2 separate regions of the Zea mays genome follow, and region 2 is linked to region 1. Evidence: chromatin contacts called from public Hi-C data. All regions are on one chromosome and are shown on one strand. Each heading gives the region's core, a stretch centred on a gene start, on an enhancer-like site or on the middle of the called end of the contact. The rest is flanking DNA. Distances are from core to core; before and after follow the strand shown.

The links. A called contact is a pair of places that touch in the nucleus more often than the background predicts.
Region 2: a contact with region 1 is called in a Hi-C map of ear, with 6 times the contacts expected there. The contact joins the promoter of LOC100284567 here to the promoter of LOC100274313 in region 1. A contact is called at or near these places in 13 of 25 Hi-C or Micro-C datasets (bundle sheath, ear, endosperm and 4 more).

What each region holds. Positions count from the first base shown.
Region 1 is chr1:42,153,555-42,160,938 of Zm-B73-REFERENCE-NAM-5.0, reverse strand. LOC100274313 reads left to right here and starts at 3,898. Exons shown (of 6, transcript NM_001148676.1): 1 at 3,898-4,126; 2 at 6,447-6,587; 3 at 6,930-7,357. The coding sequence starts at 6,473. It overlaps LOC109943612 (probable small nuclear ribonucleoprotein G), which reads left to right and starts at 1,792. Exons shown (of 2, transcript XM_020547115.1): 1 at 1,792-2,497; 2 at 2,653-3,046. The coding sequence starts at 2,258. The coding sequence ends at 2,715.
Region 2 is chr1:42,319,010-42,326,393 of Zm-B73-REFERENCE-NAM-5.0, reverse strand. It overlaps LOC100284567, which reads right to left and starts at 3,978. Exons shown (of 3, transcript NM_001157462.2): 1 at 3,636-3,978; 2 at 3,386-3,491; 3 at 3,084-3,286. The coding sequence starts at 3,683. The coding sequence ends at 3,198.

The sequences.
Region 1 (7,384 bases), core at 2,649-5,148:
AGGATGATGCGCGTCGGGTGCAGGAGCTGAGTGGCAACCGGGGGATCTAGAAGCTTCCCTCGTATAACGCCTTAGAGGTGGATGGCGAGGTGAGCTCGTTCATCTACGATGACCAAGTGCACCTGCGACGCTTCAAGATTTGGGAAGTGCTATGGCTGCTAGCTGACCAGATGGCGCAGAAACCGAAGGAAGAAGAATATGTTGAGTTTATTTGCATGCTCGCAGTAATGTAATGGAGAACGCTCTAGGGATGGGGATGAAGGCAAACATAATGTTTGTGTGCGATTGACCAAGCATAGCGTGCATCATAGACAACAGGTGAATTTAGGTACGAGTTCATTTAAATAGTGCTTGGTGTTCATCTAAAGTCAATGGTAGGTATGGCAACCATAATTTTGGGTGGGCAATAAACCATAATTCAGAAGTGTGTCATGTTTGTTTATCTATATAACTATTAGAAACATGTTGTATCGTTGTGCAGTGACGATGATGTTTCTAGCAGGTTCAGCTGATGCCTGATAGGGTGACCCTGAACAGAACGACATGCACCTTGACGAGGTCGAAGGATGGATCGATTTAGGTGGACGCTGCTGTCAAGCAAGCATGATGGGTGGCATTCCATTTCTTATTTCTCTGGTACACGCTGATGCTATGCTCTTCCTCAACTCGGTAGAACTTGTAGCTATGCATATGCATGCCTAAGACCGTTTCCTTTTTATGTTGGAAAAAATTGTGCCAGGACTGTTCCTCTCCGTACCAATCATATTCAAAAGTTTCTTTTGATTTTCTTCCCAAGTGAAACCATTTTTGTTCCATTTTCACCATCTGAGTACTACTTAGCTCAATTTTGGAATTTATTGTGAGATCTATAAAAAATGATGTTGATCATGGTTACAATGATCATGGCTGCAACAACACTACAATACTCAGGGCAATCATTTTTGACAGGTTATTCGTATCGTTACAAGGATTAGAACCATGGGTTTGGTATTTAACTGGTATTTTGACAGGTTTTAAGATTATATAATCTTATATTGTAATCCACTATTCTGTGGAATATATAACATGTGGGTGTTTTGTGGAGCAAGAAATAAGGTTGCTGAACAAGTTTTTCTCGGTATGTGCTATACGTAGGAAATTAAAGGTTTAGCCTATTACGTATTTTTGTGTCAATGAATAACCTATGAAAAATTTAATACACTTTTTCATGTCGGTATATCGGGAATTTGTAGGGAAGTTTTTTCCCATTCAGAGACATGGCCTAACCACCTGCCAGCACAACCAGTCTTAGGCTGAGCTCTAAAGAAGCTAATGCTATTTTCGAGGAGCCACAATTTGTCGTTTCTTCAGTCTAAAATGGTTGACTGTTAATGATTTTTTCCTTAAAAATAGCTCCTCTTACAAAATATATCGAACCCAGCCATTAACAATGCCCTCTCCCCTCTCCCTTTTTCAGGTGATTTGTGAGTCCAGTAGTAGATCAAATGCTTTGATAGAACCAATTCAATTTATTATTTAGAGGACTATAGCATCGACCACTTATTTATTCTTTGCAGGACTATTGTCAGTCGAGAAGCAGATATATTTTGAATTCTCTATTATTATTTATTCTCAACTATGACATTCTCCTATCCCATTTCAGGTAAAAGGGATCAATTAGGTCTGATGGTCTACTCATAATTGCCATCACCACATATTTCTTGGTAAAATTCTCATCTTAATTGCCATCGCCACATAATGTATTCTAAGTTATGTTATGTGTATTTTTATTGGTACTGCACATAATGTTAATATATTTACACCATGATGGTAATGATAACACAATAAATATCAATAAAAGTAGAACCATGATCATTTATATATGTAATAGTATATCATAGATGTTAGCATATCAACATAATTGAAAGTCTGAATTTATTGTGTTAATGCTATTAGAAAATTCCCTGGTAGTAGATGAAAGTGTTTCTCCCTAAGTCTGTAAATTGTATTATTCAGTCGAGATGTTGCCCATTAGAAGCTTGGTCTATATTCATAATGATGTCTGAGGTCCCATTGTATATGCAGCAACAAAGGCTTCCTCTGTATTTTTTTATACATGAGAAATTTTCAGCGTGTGTAAATTGTATTAGTGAGACAAGCAGACAAGCATTAGAGGCCTGGTCCATGACAAAATTATTTATAATGAGATCAAGATTTCATTGTACATGTAGCCACAAGGCTTCTTTTTTTATATTTTTAACATGAGTGTATTGATGCAATGTCGTTCTGTTTTGTCATTTTATTTTTGTTATATCTTGGTGGTGCTAAGCTAGATCAATTTTTTGCCATTGAATTTATGAGCGGCCTTTATGTTCAGAGTTTGCACATTTCTTCAGTTAAGCTGAATGCAAACCGTCTTGTTATTGGCACACTTCGGGGATTCGACCAGTTCATGAACCTGGTGATCAACAACACTGTGGATGTTAGTGGAAATTACAACACCCATAATGGAATGGTGGTAAGTTTTCTACTATTGAAGGTTATTTTGAACTTTTCCCACGTGTACCTGTGGTCAAGCAGTTTTAAATGATGTTTTGAAATGCTTAAAAACACAAATTTTAAAGCTTGCTTATTAATTCACATAATATGCTGACATCCTACAATTATCTGCAGTTTATTAGGGGAAATCGTGTTGTCATGATCGAGGCATTGGAGCTAATTTCCAAGTCACAGTGAGTCATTGTTCTCCAGTTGATGTAGCGCTAGCAGCGTGAAAATTGATGTAAATGATATCTATGAACCCTCTTGTACTTTAGACATAACTGTGGAGGTCAAAGCTATCTCTTTCCGGCTTTCCCTTCTTCCTATGTGGTGCTTGTAGCTATGCAAACATCTACCCAAGTAGGCCTGGCTAATAGTGCTAGCCCTAGGTTCAACGATGGCTTCATTTACTGCCTTCTCAGCGCTAACATTGACAACAAGTCATTTCTTCTATTGTTCTACATTGTCGTTGCCTTGCGCCCTTGCCTTGTGAGGCACATGTGATCTTAGATCCATCATTAATATTCGGTAGTGGTGCATCTGGTCTGCCCTTATTGGAATTAGAATCAGATTCTTCTATAGTTCTATGGTTCTACGCTGCCTATTGCTTTATGAGGAACATGTTTTTTCGTGCATATGTGGTGCCATTCTAATGCAACTGGATTCTTCTATTAGGTCAACTGCCATTAGTATTTGATTATGGTCCTGTGTGGTTGTGCTTGGTCTCTGCGGCAGGGATACATATCTGGTGTGCTCAAAGGAATACGGTGATCAAGTGCATATTTTAAATCCGGTATATCCATTTGACATCTTAACAACTCTTTGAGCAAGTTTCTGCATGTATGAATGGTGTCAGAGAAATATAGTTAATTTTATGAAATATGGGGAGAGACAATTCTCGGTCAAGACAAAGTATTTGTGTCCGTTTGGTTGGGTAGCAAGGTGGGATGGAGCCGCTTCATTGTGCATTCAGTTGGAGAGCGATCAGAGCAGAGTGGTTCAAAATTGAGAATATTTCAACTAGACCTGGGATGAGCTCACTCCAAAAAAATGTGGATCCAAACAGAAAATATAATGGTTTCACTCCGTTCTCAAAATCTAGAATGGAATCGCTCCACTCTCACGCACGAGAATACGCAGACTTAAATAGAATTTTGCATATCATAGTTATGTTTATCGTTCCATATTTATGTTTTATACTATTTTATCTCTCGTGGCAACGTACGGGCACACACCTAGTTTGTGAAAATAAAATCCAAAAAGGCTAAATTGCAAAAAAAAAAAAAAGTTGGTCCGCTCCCACCCTCCGTCCGACCGTCCTCGACCTCCCGTCCCGCCGCCTCCCACAGTCGCAACCCTAGTCCCACCCGCCGTCCTCCCGCCCTCCCGCTTCCCATTTTCAGTCGCCGAGCCGCGTACAGCGCACGCACTGCACGCGCATCGGCACTTCCAGCGACGCGTCGTGAGCTCCTCCCTTCGACCCTTCCTGTGGCGCGTCGTAAGCTCTGTGCAGGCGACGGCGGCGCGCTACCAGTGACGGGGGGATACGGCGGCATCGTCCCCCTCGGCCCCTCCTCCATCCCGGTGCGGCGGCGCCAGCCTACAGGTACGGTGAAGGCTCCATGTCTCCACGGCTCCACCAGTTCATCTCTTCTCCCCAGTCCCCGATAGGCTGTAGCTGTCTTGCTGATTTGCTTATAGCTTGAATGATGAATGCTGCTGCCTTGAATTTAGATTTGGACTGTTGTGAGGTGATGTTGAATGCTAATGAGCATATCTCTGCAGCTGTTGAATGCTGATTTGTTGTGTCCGATTAATCGGGTTGATCGTCGATTAATCGGGATTAGTCGGCTGATCGCCCCACCGGCAATCAGAAACGATCAGCCGATCTGAAAACATTGTTCACAGGACATCTAATGATGACCTGGTTAGACCAGGTAGCTGTAGCATGGTTATTAAAGCGGTAAAACGTTAAAACGTTATGAACCAACTTTTTAACATTTAAACGTTTAAACGAACGTTGAAACGTCTTTTCAGACTTGACATAGAAGTTCAAATATAAAATAAGTTCATACATAAGTTGAATACTTGAGTTCACAAACCAAATTGAAATTCACTGTGAGCAATATGGTTGCACAATCAGTAGTTCAGTACTCACCAATATGGTTGAGCAAATAGAGATTGATTGATTCACTGTGAGCAAAATCAGTACTCACCAAATGATCAAATGGAGAGCAGTGGAGGTGGAGGATGGCTGGCTGCTAGTGCTGGTCTTGGGCGCTGGCAGAGTGGAGCCGCAGAGGATGGCTGGCTGGCTGCTGGTCTTGGGTGCAGATCTGCTGTGGGGTAGGCGGCCAGCGGTGGCCGTAGGTCTGCTGTGCCTCCACGGCCGTCGGTCGGTTGTGCCTCCACGGCTGAGGAGAGGACATAGGAGAGACGCGCCGACTGTGCCTCCACGGCTGAGGAGAGGACATAGGAGAGACGCGCCGACTGTGCCTCCACGGCCGGCGGCCGGCTTTGCCTCCGCGGTTGAGGAGAGGAGAGACGCGCCGGAGATGTTGGAGGATAGGAGGGAGGAGGGCGGTGGCGCCGGCTGAGCCGTTGGAGGAGAGGAGAGACCGAGAGAGGAGGGCGGCGGTCGGCTGAGCCGTTGGAGGAGAGGAGAGAGGAGGGTGGCGTGCGTCCAACACCTAGAGAAAAACCTAAAGGCCCAGGAAAGGCCCAGAACAGGTAGAACGTCCTCAGCACGCATAAAACATCCTAAAACGCGATTAGGATGCTTAAGCGACGCTTAAACGCTCGAAACGGACGTTCTACGCGGCTTACCTAAAACGCCCGGACGTTCCAACTGCTAATCACGTTTTAACGCTTAAACGACGTCTAAGCGACGTTTTAATAACAATGAGCTGTAGTACACCTTTTCAGTTCAGCAGCAAGGGGAGGTCTAGAGTTGCACCCCGATCCTGCAAGCATGCATGGCCATCACCATGGCTTGGTCATATGAGTGAATTACATATGAGCCGAACAACTTTTTAGACATATGGTGTTTTATTTTCAGACAGCTGAACTACATATGAGTTTTTATATTATTTGAACTGCACATGAGGTTTTTAGATTATATTTCCTGTGTGACGGTTCCTATTCTATAGTTGCATGTAAATTATCTATAACTAAAACACAAAATTAAATTATATTTCCTGTGTGTCGGTTGAAACATCAACCTTTTAAAACTGAGCATGAAGATCTAGAATCAACAAAAAAGAACATCTCCATCCCCACAACCTAAACCCATGTGAGCATCACATGTTTCCATTTTTTACCTCAAAAAATAAATTTATCATACATTTTCTTCTTATTTTCAAACAGCTTCCATGGAACAACTACAACGATTGCTGCAAACGTCAATGCCTACTTTGTTGTTCCAACTATCACCGATATAAATGTACTTATATAATGTTTTGATAACTGCTGACGAACTTCTTCACGAGATCTCTACATTAACGTGTAATTTGTCGTACCAACTATCCTCGATGTAAACACACTTATATAATTAGCCTGTCAACTATTGAACAACTTCTTTGCTAGACCTTCCCCTGTATATAAAGTAACTTAAATATCAACTATTGTGTACATATTTTGCTTCATTTCCTTTTCAACATTTATATACTGATATAGCTATCTTCTATAATAAGTACATCTATTATCACACACAAAAAATTTCCCTATAATGTAACTAGCTCAATTATTATGAACTAGCTCAATTACGTAACAAAGCGTGCCCAAGGGCGCGCGCCAGCTACTGGTGTATGCTAGGTCTGTGAGCACCTCTGAGAGGTTATAGGTGGCTGTGATAAGTGGTTTTTTTTGGCTTGGGGCATTTTGAAGGAGCTATTGTCACACTTATCTTTGTGTATTGAATGCCACAGGGCAGGAGTACCACCAAGCGAGCGCGATGGTGAGCTCCGCACTGAGGCGCTGTCTCCCCTGCCATGCCTCTCTCTGTCATGCCTTCCCTCCCCATCCGCTGCTGGCCGCTGCCGGCGTCTTCCGTCGTTCATTCCAGTCCGGTGAGCATCCAACCCTCTTCTGTCCCTGTTCCTTCCTGGCCTCCCATGAGTGGTATCTCTTGAAACAAAAGATACCACACATGGGAGGTACTCGTGCTGTGTGATGCCCATAGTTGTTATACTTGCGTACCTTTCCCTAAAGTTGGTTATAACAGTAAGTTGAATTGAATGACCCTGGAGATGTAGATCTGATGTGAATTTTGTCTAGCTTTCTCGAGCTAAAAACCATCATTCCCTTACACTTCTGGTGTAATAATGCTTTAAGAGTGAAGAATTGACTCTTGAATAGTCTCAATCAAGCCGATTTTGATATGCCTATCTGGTTTGACCGTTTCTGTGCAGGGGATGGTGAGACTATGGACGAATTCGAAGAACGGTTGTTTGGGGGCAAGGACACAGACAAAGGATCACTCTACGAGAAGCTCGATAGGGCTGAGAACACTGGTAGGAGATACAATATGGGCTCTGGGATGGGTGGTTTGACTGGGTTAAGTGACAAGAGCAGATCTGGGTTGTCCAAGGGTGGTTTCACTTGGTTAAGTGACAGTAGCAGCTCTGGTTTCCCTGGGTTTCCTGCATCTGGCGACAGGAGCAATTCAGGATGGATGGATGGTTATGATTCTTTTAATGATGGCTTAAATGATACGATTGCTAATGCGGCACGCAACATCCAAATGGAGGAGGACGAGGACGTCGACGGTGACTGGGAAGATGACTTTGAGTTCAGGCCTGATGTGCGGTTTAGGCAAGGTTCAACGTATTCTGTTCGGGTAAGCAGTAGTTTGGTTTGTCAATAA
Region 2 (7,384 bases), core at 2,729-5,228, 170 kb before region 1:
TCTTTTCTTTGTATGAGTTTTGCCTTGTTAAGGTTTTCTCATCCAAAGTTTTTAACGAGGTAATATCAACTAAGCTATATGCTTCATCATTGACTTTTCCCCACAGGGGTTTTTACGAATGATGATTACAAGCATATTTTCTTTTGGAGTTCGTGTGAGATTATTCTCATTATCCAAAAGACATTGTGTACTCCTTATTTTTCCCACAGGGTTTTTGAGGAGATAAGATCTTGGAAGAACATCTGACAGATCATCAAATGAAGTTGGATTGATCAAGGGGGAGTGTTACAAAATATTACATATGTGATCAATCCAAGGGGTGCGACAGTTTTCCCCAAGGGACACCCCTTTTGGGATACACCCCTTCACTTGTATATAAGTGTAATGATCTGTGGAATACAAACAGTTCTGTCATTTGTTTCTCTCTCAATTCTCATTTGCCACTGAGTATACTTCAACAAAGAAGACGACCAGTTCAGGCGGGGACTCAGGTGTGAGGTGTCCTCTTCTGGACACGGCAAGGAAGGCATCGAAGGGACACGATTACAAGCAGGGTCTGATTGCATTGTAGTCTTTCTCAGTTCTCACCATCTTTTTCGTCTCTACCTAACAAGAAGCACGCTCATACATAGTTCGCCGTAGTTGAGGATTTGCTTGCGTGGCGTGTTAACACGGCTCATGATTTTGTGCAGGTCCTGCGTCGCTGTCCGGAAGGTCGCGGGATCGTGACGTCCCGCACATGGGTGCCGGTTGTCGTGTGTCGTGTCAAGATTTCGGTGGATCACTGACCATCTGCCCTCATCTCCCGCGACCGCGAGTCACCTGGCACGAGACGAAATCTTCTTCGCTGCTTCTTCCGTTTTCCCTCTCCGCCGGATTTTACGTGGATCACTTCAATCAAGAACGCACGCTTTTTGGTGGATCACTTTAATCAAGTTTGTATCTTTCTTTGTTTAAATAGAAGAAACAAACTTCATTAAAGAAAGTCGAGTGCGACGTACAAACAACAGGAGCTGGAAAAGGCTCCCGAAATCGAAATGCGTTCTGAAAAGCCTGAGCAGGAGAGGCTACTACTATGATCGGTACAAGAGCAAAGGAAAGGTAGACGTTTGCAGCCAAGGCACGGGCTGTGATATTCAGATGGCGAGGTATAATGGTTAACTGTGGCGGTCTTTTTTTGTTTTAATGCCTCCAGAAATCCTGAAGTGGAAGTCTTAAGATATTCCAATGTGAGGAATTGGAGACATTATCTTGAGTTACAGAAGTTCGCCAATGACAGATTACCAGTGAGATAGTTCGCCAATAACAGGAATGCCACTCTACCTGCTAGGCAAAGGGCGCCATAAGCACAGATTGGTGGATTCCTGTTATTTAGATTCAGAGTTTCCTGGGTTGAGGAGGAAGACTCACAGGCATGCTGTTCTTGTGGATGCTCTACTGTCCCTTTTGCTGGTTTGAGGAGGGTTAGTTGCTAAACTCATGTTTGATTTAGTTTTTCCAGATATTACCAGATGGGAGGTTCAACTGTATTGAATCATGCGAGAGGGAGGGGGGGGGGGGGTGTGGATGGGCCATTTTTTTACTGTTGAATCTGAAATCGCTTTCCAGATATTACCAGATGGGAGGTTCAACTGTATTGAATCATGCGAGAGGGAGGGGGGGGGGGGGGGGGGGTTGTGGATGGGCCATTTTTTTACTGTTGAATCTGAAATCGCTTTCCAGATATTACCAGATGGGAGGTTCAACTGTATTGAATCATGCGAGAGGGAGTCCCTTGAGGAAGGATATATAAGCCATGGTTTCCTGCACCCCATCTTGCTCATGACTCATGTAGGAGAAGGCGCGTTCGAATTGGAGAGGCTCTGCTCCTGCGGAGAACCAAAAGGCTCGAGCCAAATCAAAGCTGTCGATTAGTTATCGCTGTTTATTGGTCGAAGCTATAAATCAATCAAAGCTACAAATTAGTTGACGCCATAAATTAGTATTACCATTATCCATTAGTTAAAGCTATAAATTAGTATTATCACTATCGATTGAAGCCATGAAACGGTTGAAGCCGATTGTAGCCATAAATTATTATACATAGTATAGAGTGTATAGATATATAGAATATTGCTGATGGTTTTAGTACAGATATATAGACTGATAGTTGAAGCCATCGATTACGAATTGTCAGTATGTCTAAACAGTGGTGACTTGTTCTGAAACAATATTGGCCCACTCGCTAGTAGCAAGCTCGCGCTAGACACAGTTAGCTTCCCATCCATGCGCGGTGGCCTGGCCTTCCCAAAATATTCCTAGTTTAGTTTTCTTCCTGCCATACAACATACTGTGTACGTCTTTTCTTGTCATCACGCAACACGCCGTGTGCACGTCCCGCCAGCCATCTCATTCTCCAGCCTTCTTGTCAACTTTAGTTGGATTAAAAAAGTTATTAAGGTATTTATCACAGAAAATTGAAGTGGTTCTTTATTTAGCTCTATAAAGATAAAAAAAAAAGAAATTCTTGTTTGAACACCAAGAAGGGATTACTTGTATGTGGGCTTCTTCTAGTTGTAGAAGCAGGCCACTTCAACTTCAACACCAGGCCAAGCGGCCCATATATACGTATGCCCCCCTATATACTAGGGGCTGACCTCTCTATAGCTTATTCCACCATAATTAAACACAACACAGTATAAGGGCCCGTTATATATAGTATCTATTAGCAATTTAGCTCCATCAAAGATGCTAAACTGTGCCAAAAGTAGTCTTCAACCCCATTTTACATTGAATACCGCTTTATCTCTTTCTTACCATTAGTTGCATGCTCCTCGTGGACACCAAGGGACAGCAAGCGCTAAAGTTTAGCATATGCTAAATTTTATTAGATACTAAGGGGGTGTTTGGTTTCTAGTGACTAATTTTTAGTCCCTACATTTTATTCTATTTTAGTTCCAAAATTACCAAATATAGAAATTAGAACTCTATTTTAGTTTCTATATTTGGCAATTTATAGACTAAAATAGAATAAAATGAAGGGACTAAACATTAGTCCCTATAAACCAAACACTCCCTAGATTTTAGCACTAGAGAAAGCCTAAGTAACGAATCCAAGAATAACTAAACAATGCCTAAGTAACGAATCCAAGAATAACCAAACAATACACATCATGGCTAATCTAAGCAAAGCCAGCAGCTAGTTCAGTGCCACCGCGCTAGGAGGTGCCTGCGCTTCGCTTCTCCGATATCCACTCCTGGTACTTGTCGAAGAACTCCTTGTTCTCCTTCTCCAGCTCCTTCCACACTGCAAATGCTCGCAATGGAAGGAAACATATATGAATTTACCGAAATAATTTCAGAGGAGGAATTGCTCGTTTCTACAACATGCATGCACTGAAATGACCTGTGGAGGTGACGACGGGCAGGACGTCGGCGCGCTTAGCCAGCGCCTCCATGCACTCCTCCATGCTCATCCCGAACGTCATGCACCTCTCTATCAGGTGCTGCACCTGCGGCGTGAACGACGCCGACGACCACCGCAGTTGTTAGTACCGAGCATTATGCGTGCGTGCATGCAGTCATGCAGACGAGTGTGACTTTTCAGAAGAACTATAGAACATGGATTATAATGAAGCAGATGGGAACTTAATTACCGTGTGGATATAGGAGGCGGCGGGGTTAGAGTCGTCTCCGGGAGCCATGGATCCTTTTGGTTGAGGCACACTAGTCACTACGCAGCAGGCAAGCAGTGCCCTGTTGACCTTTCTTTCTCTCTTCGTCTATGGCTGCCCGCAATCTGGTTCCGTGTGTGATGATAAGGCGCCGTGCAGACTGCAGAGTCGACCGGGGACGATCCTACATATACTTGCGCCACGGATGAGGACACCGCCTGCCGCCCGGCGCCTCGATGGGAGAGGTCCACGGCTCCTCCACCCGCTCACTGGCCGCGGCGACGGCCAGTGAGAGTGGGCGCCGCCTCGCCGGGGCTTGAGCCTCTGCACCGAGCGCACGGAGCGGGCGCGGGAGGAAAAAAGCGGGGTGGTGGGGAGGGCGTTCACGTGGGCGCGGGGAGCCGATTGGAGGAGCGGAGATTGGAAAGCGACGTGGGCCGGCCGCCGTGGGCAAATATCTTTCCCCCCGGCCGACCCGTCTATGCGGGCGGGCCCCGCCGCGCGGAAGCCGCCAGGTGGACATGCACCTCGCCCTTCACGTGCCACATGGCCCCGCCAGGCCGGCCACGTCGCCACTCAGTCATGGTTTACAAAACCGGTAAAAACCGGCGGTAAACCGGTCGGTTTACCGAAACCGCTGGGTGCGGTTTCGGTAAACCACCGGTTTTTTTTCAAAATTCGTTCTAAATTTAAAAAATTTGAAAAATTCATAAAAACCAAAACCGTTGAGAAACCGTTTTCTGGGACCGGTAAACCGTTATTTGAGACCGGTAAACCGTCAATTTTTACCGAAAAACCAGATTTAATGCCAAAACTGATTATTTAGTGGTCAATTTAGTCATATTAGTCTTGTTTACTATTATATGATATATGTGAAGATATTATATGTTATATGTGAAGATAAACCCGTAGCTCAAGTCCAGTTTAGGCATTTAGTGGTTAATTTTGTTTTCATTTCCTGTCCAAGATGGAATCCGTAGATCAAGTAGCTTCATTTCTTTCAATAATTATCCGTCTAGACAAGACTCAATTTAGAACCTTTAGCTCCAGTTCTTCTATATGTGTTTTTAAGATTTGCTGATCATGAGAAAAATCTAACACTTGGTGAGGTGCACATGCAATATACAAACACCAAACACACATAGAGATGGCAATGGGTAAATACCCACCGGGTATTAGTGCTCCATACCCATACCCGCGACAAAAAATAACCCCATTGGATCACCCATATACACTGGTGGGTATGGATTTACTCACATACCCATGTGGGTATGAGTCACCCATCGGGTCACCCGTACCACAAAAATTAAACATCTATCAAAATATTATATTATACAAATGTCAAGTATATCCATCTAAATAACATTACAAAATTTTAGCATCATTTAACCATCCATTCAACACACCAAAGATAATTGGATTAAATAGTAACACTAGAACAGTACTACATAGCAAATTACATGTTCCATTACATGGTCATTAAATTGTTGTAGGTCTTCTAATACCTGTTTACCCATTGGTTGAAGAATTTTGCCAGTCTGGTAGAATATTTAGCCCACATACATACCTAATGGAGTAAATACTCGTCGGGTATCGGATCGCGGGTACCCATTGCCATCTCTAAACACACATACCGATGTGTTTTTTTGTAATGGATTGGAACAATATCACGATCACAGACCTATCACTATCACTATAACGGATTGGAACAATATCACGATCTCTCCAACATACCTGAGTACTATCACTATGACTCGAGATAAACATGTGAGTATTGTGAAATAAGTCGACCTATGTGTCGTTGCCTCGTTGGAGAGTTGTAAAAGAACTTGTATTTGAGTATTGTGAAGTTCGATGGTTGTTTGTTGCATGAGAACTGGAGTTTTTCGTTTCATATGTATGTTATATGTTATTTTGGTGAACACATGTCGTGTGGATCAATTAATATTTACTATGCAATGTGAATTGAGCAAACTACAAATAAATATTGTTAAAAAATTTCATTTTTCTGTAAAAAAACAGCAAAACCCGGTTCATTTCGCGGTTAATCGACGGTTTTGAGCGGTTTTTCGCCGGTTTTTCACCGGTAAACCGGTTCGAATTCAAATTAATTTGAATTGGTCAAACCGGTCGGTTTTTACTGTTTTTACCGGTTTACCGTCGGTAAACCGTTACCGGTGGGTAGCGGTTTTAGTATACAAAACGGTTTTGTAAACCGTGCACTCAGTTCGGATCCTCTGTCTCAGACTATCCTCAGCTCTTTTCTCTAAAATTTATATTATTTTTTTGTGTCCATCATAAATATTTTATCCTCTATTTTTTATATCCCGCAGCGGTTTTGCGTATATTCCTCATATATCCCGCTACAATATAAAATATTATTTTTTTATATATATTCATCATATTTTATCTACTTTTCTCTAAATAGCAAATACTAAGAGCATCTCCAAGAGACACTCCATTTTCGACTCTCTATATGACACTCTATTTACCTCTTCATAAAGATTATATTCTATATGTAGCATCTCACTTTAACAGACTCTCTATTTAGTTTGGCTAGTCAGCGGCTAGCCAAATTTAGCTAGAGAGGAAGCCAATTTGAAGAGCCGGATAGCTTGGCAAGTTAGATGACTAGTCTGTTGGAGAGTTATTTTGCAATTGAGTAGCCAAAATTTAACTTGCTGAGCTATTTGACTAATCTCTTTGAGATGCTCTAATGGACACGATACTCCAGCCAAGAGGACCGGCCGCCATTCCTCTAAATCTGGCGTTTCACTGTTTTCACCTTTTAAACTGTAGCAAGTAGGAGGCCGTTTAGCGCGCGCCATTGCAGCTCACTAGCCATCCTAAATTGCTACAGGGCTAGAGAGAGCGAGTGTGGCGGGTGCCGCTGCAGCTAGCCTCAAGACTAGCGCCATCAACCAAAGTACCCGACCACCAAGTACCAAGCCCGAGCGGCTGGCCAAGAGCTGACTCGGAACAGGGCTCAGGGCATACGCGCAACCAGATGCTGCTTAGGTTCCTGTGCGCCACCACGGGACCTCGCAAGTGGGCGCGCCGAGCAGACAAAAGCCTATCGCAGAGTACCTGTCTACTACGTATGGTATGGAGTTGTGTGATGGGTCGTTTCCAATCAGCAGTCGGTCGGTGATCGCCTGATCGGTCGAGTCGTGCGTCCGCGCCCATTGCGACCGCACTCTGCCACTCTGCACCGAATGGCACGCTTGCTTACACCAAGTGGGACCGTTGAAGGCTCCGAGCATCCGACAAAGAGAGACTCGCATCCGCATGCCGGCGCGGCTCTGGAAAACGCGGAGGCCTGCTGCTCTCCACCAGGCTGTGCGGATCACGCCGCGCATTCACAGTAGCCCAAGTGCATTGTTCAATGTTCATACGTTTCAGGTTATTTGCAGCAACATCCCCAAATTCCATCCCATAAAAAATATTCTTTGTATTTTTCACACACTTTAAAAGATTATGTCATCTATATTTTCAGTCTCCATCAATATCCTCTAAATTCGGCCATTTAAAACTACAGTATTAACAAACTTCATTTTCTCCATTTCTTTAGTTTTTATTTGTTTTATTTTCATTACATGCTAATTAAAATAAATCATGCGGGGTATAGTCTTTTTCATTTATTTATAATTTTTATTTTCAGAAGTGAAACGTGTGTAAAATAATATTAATTTTAGAAATTTTTTAGTTATAAATATGCATTCCGACTAGAA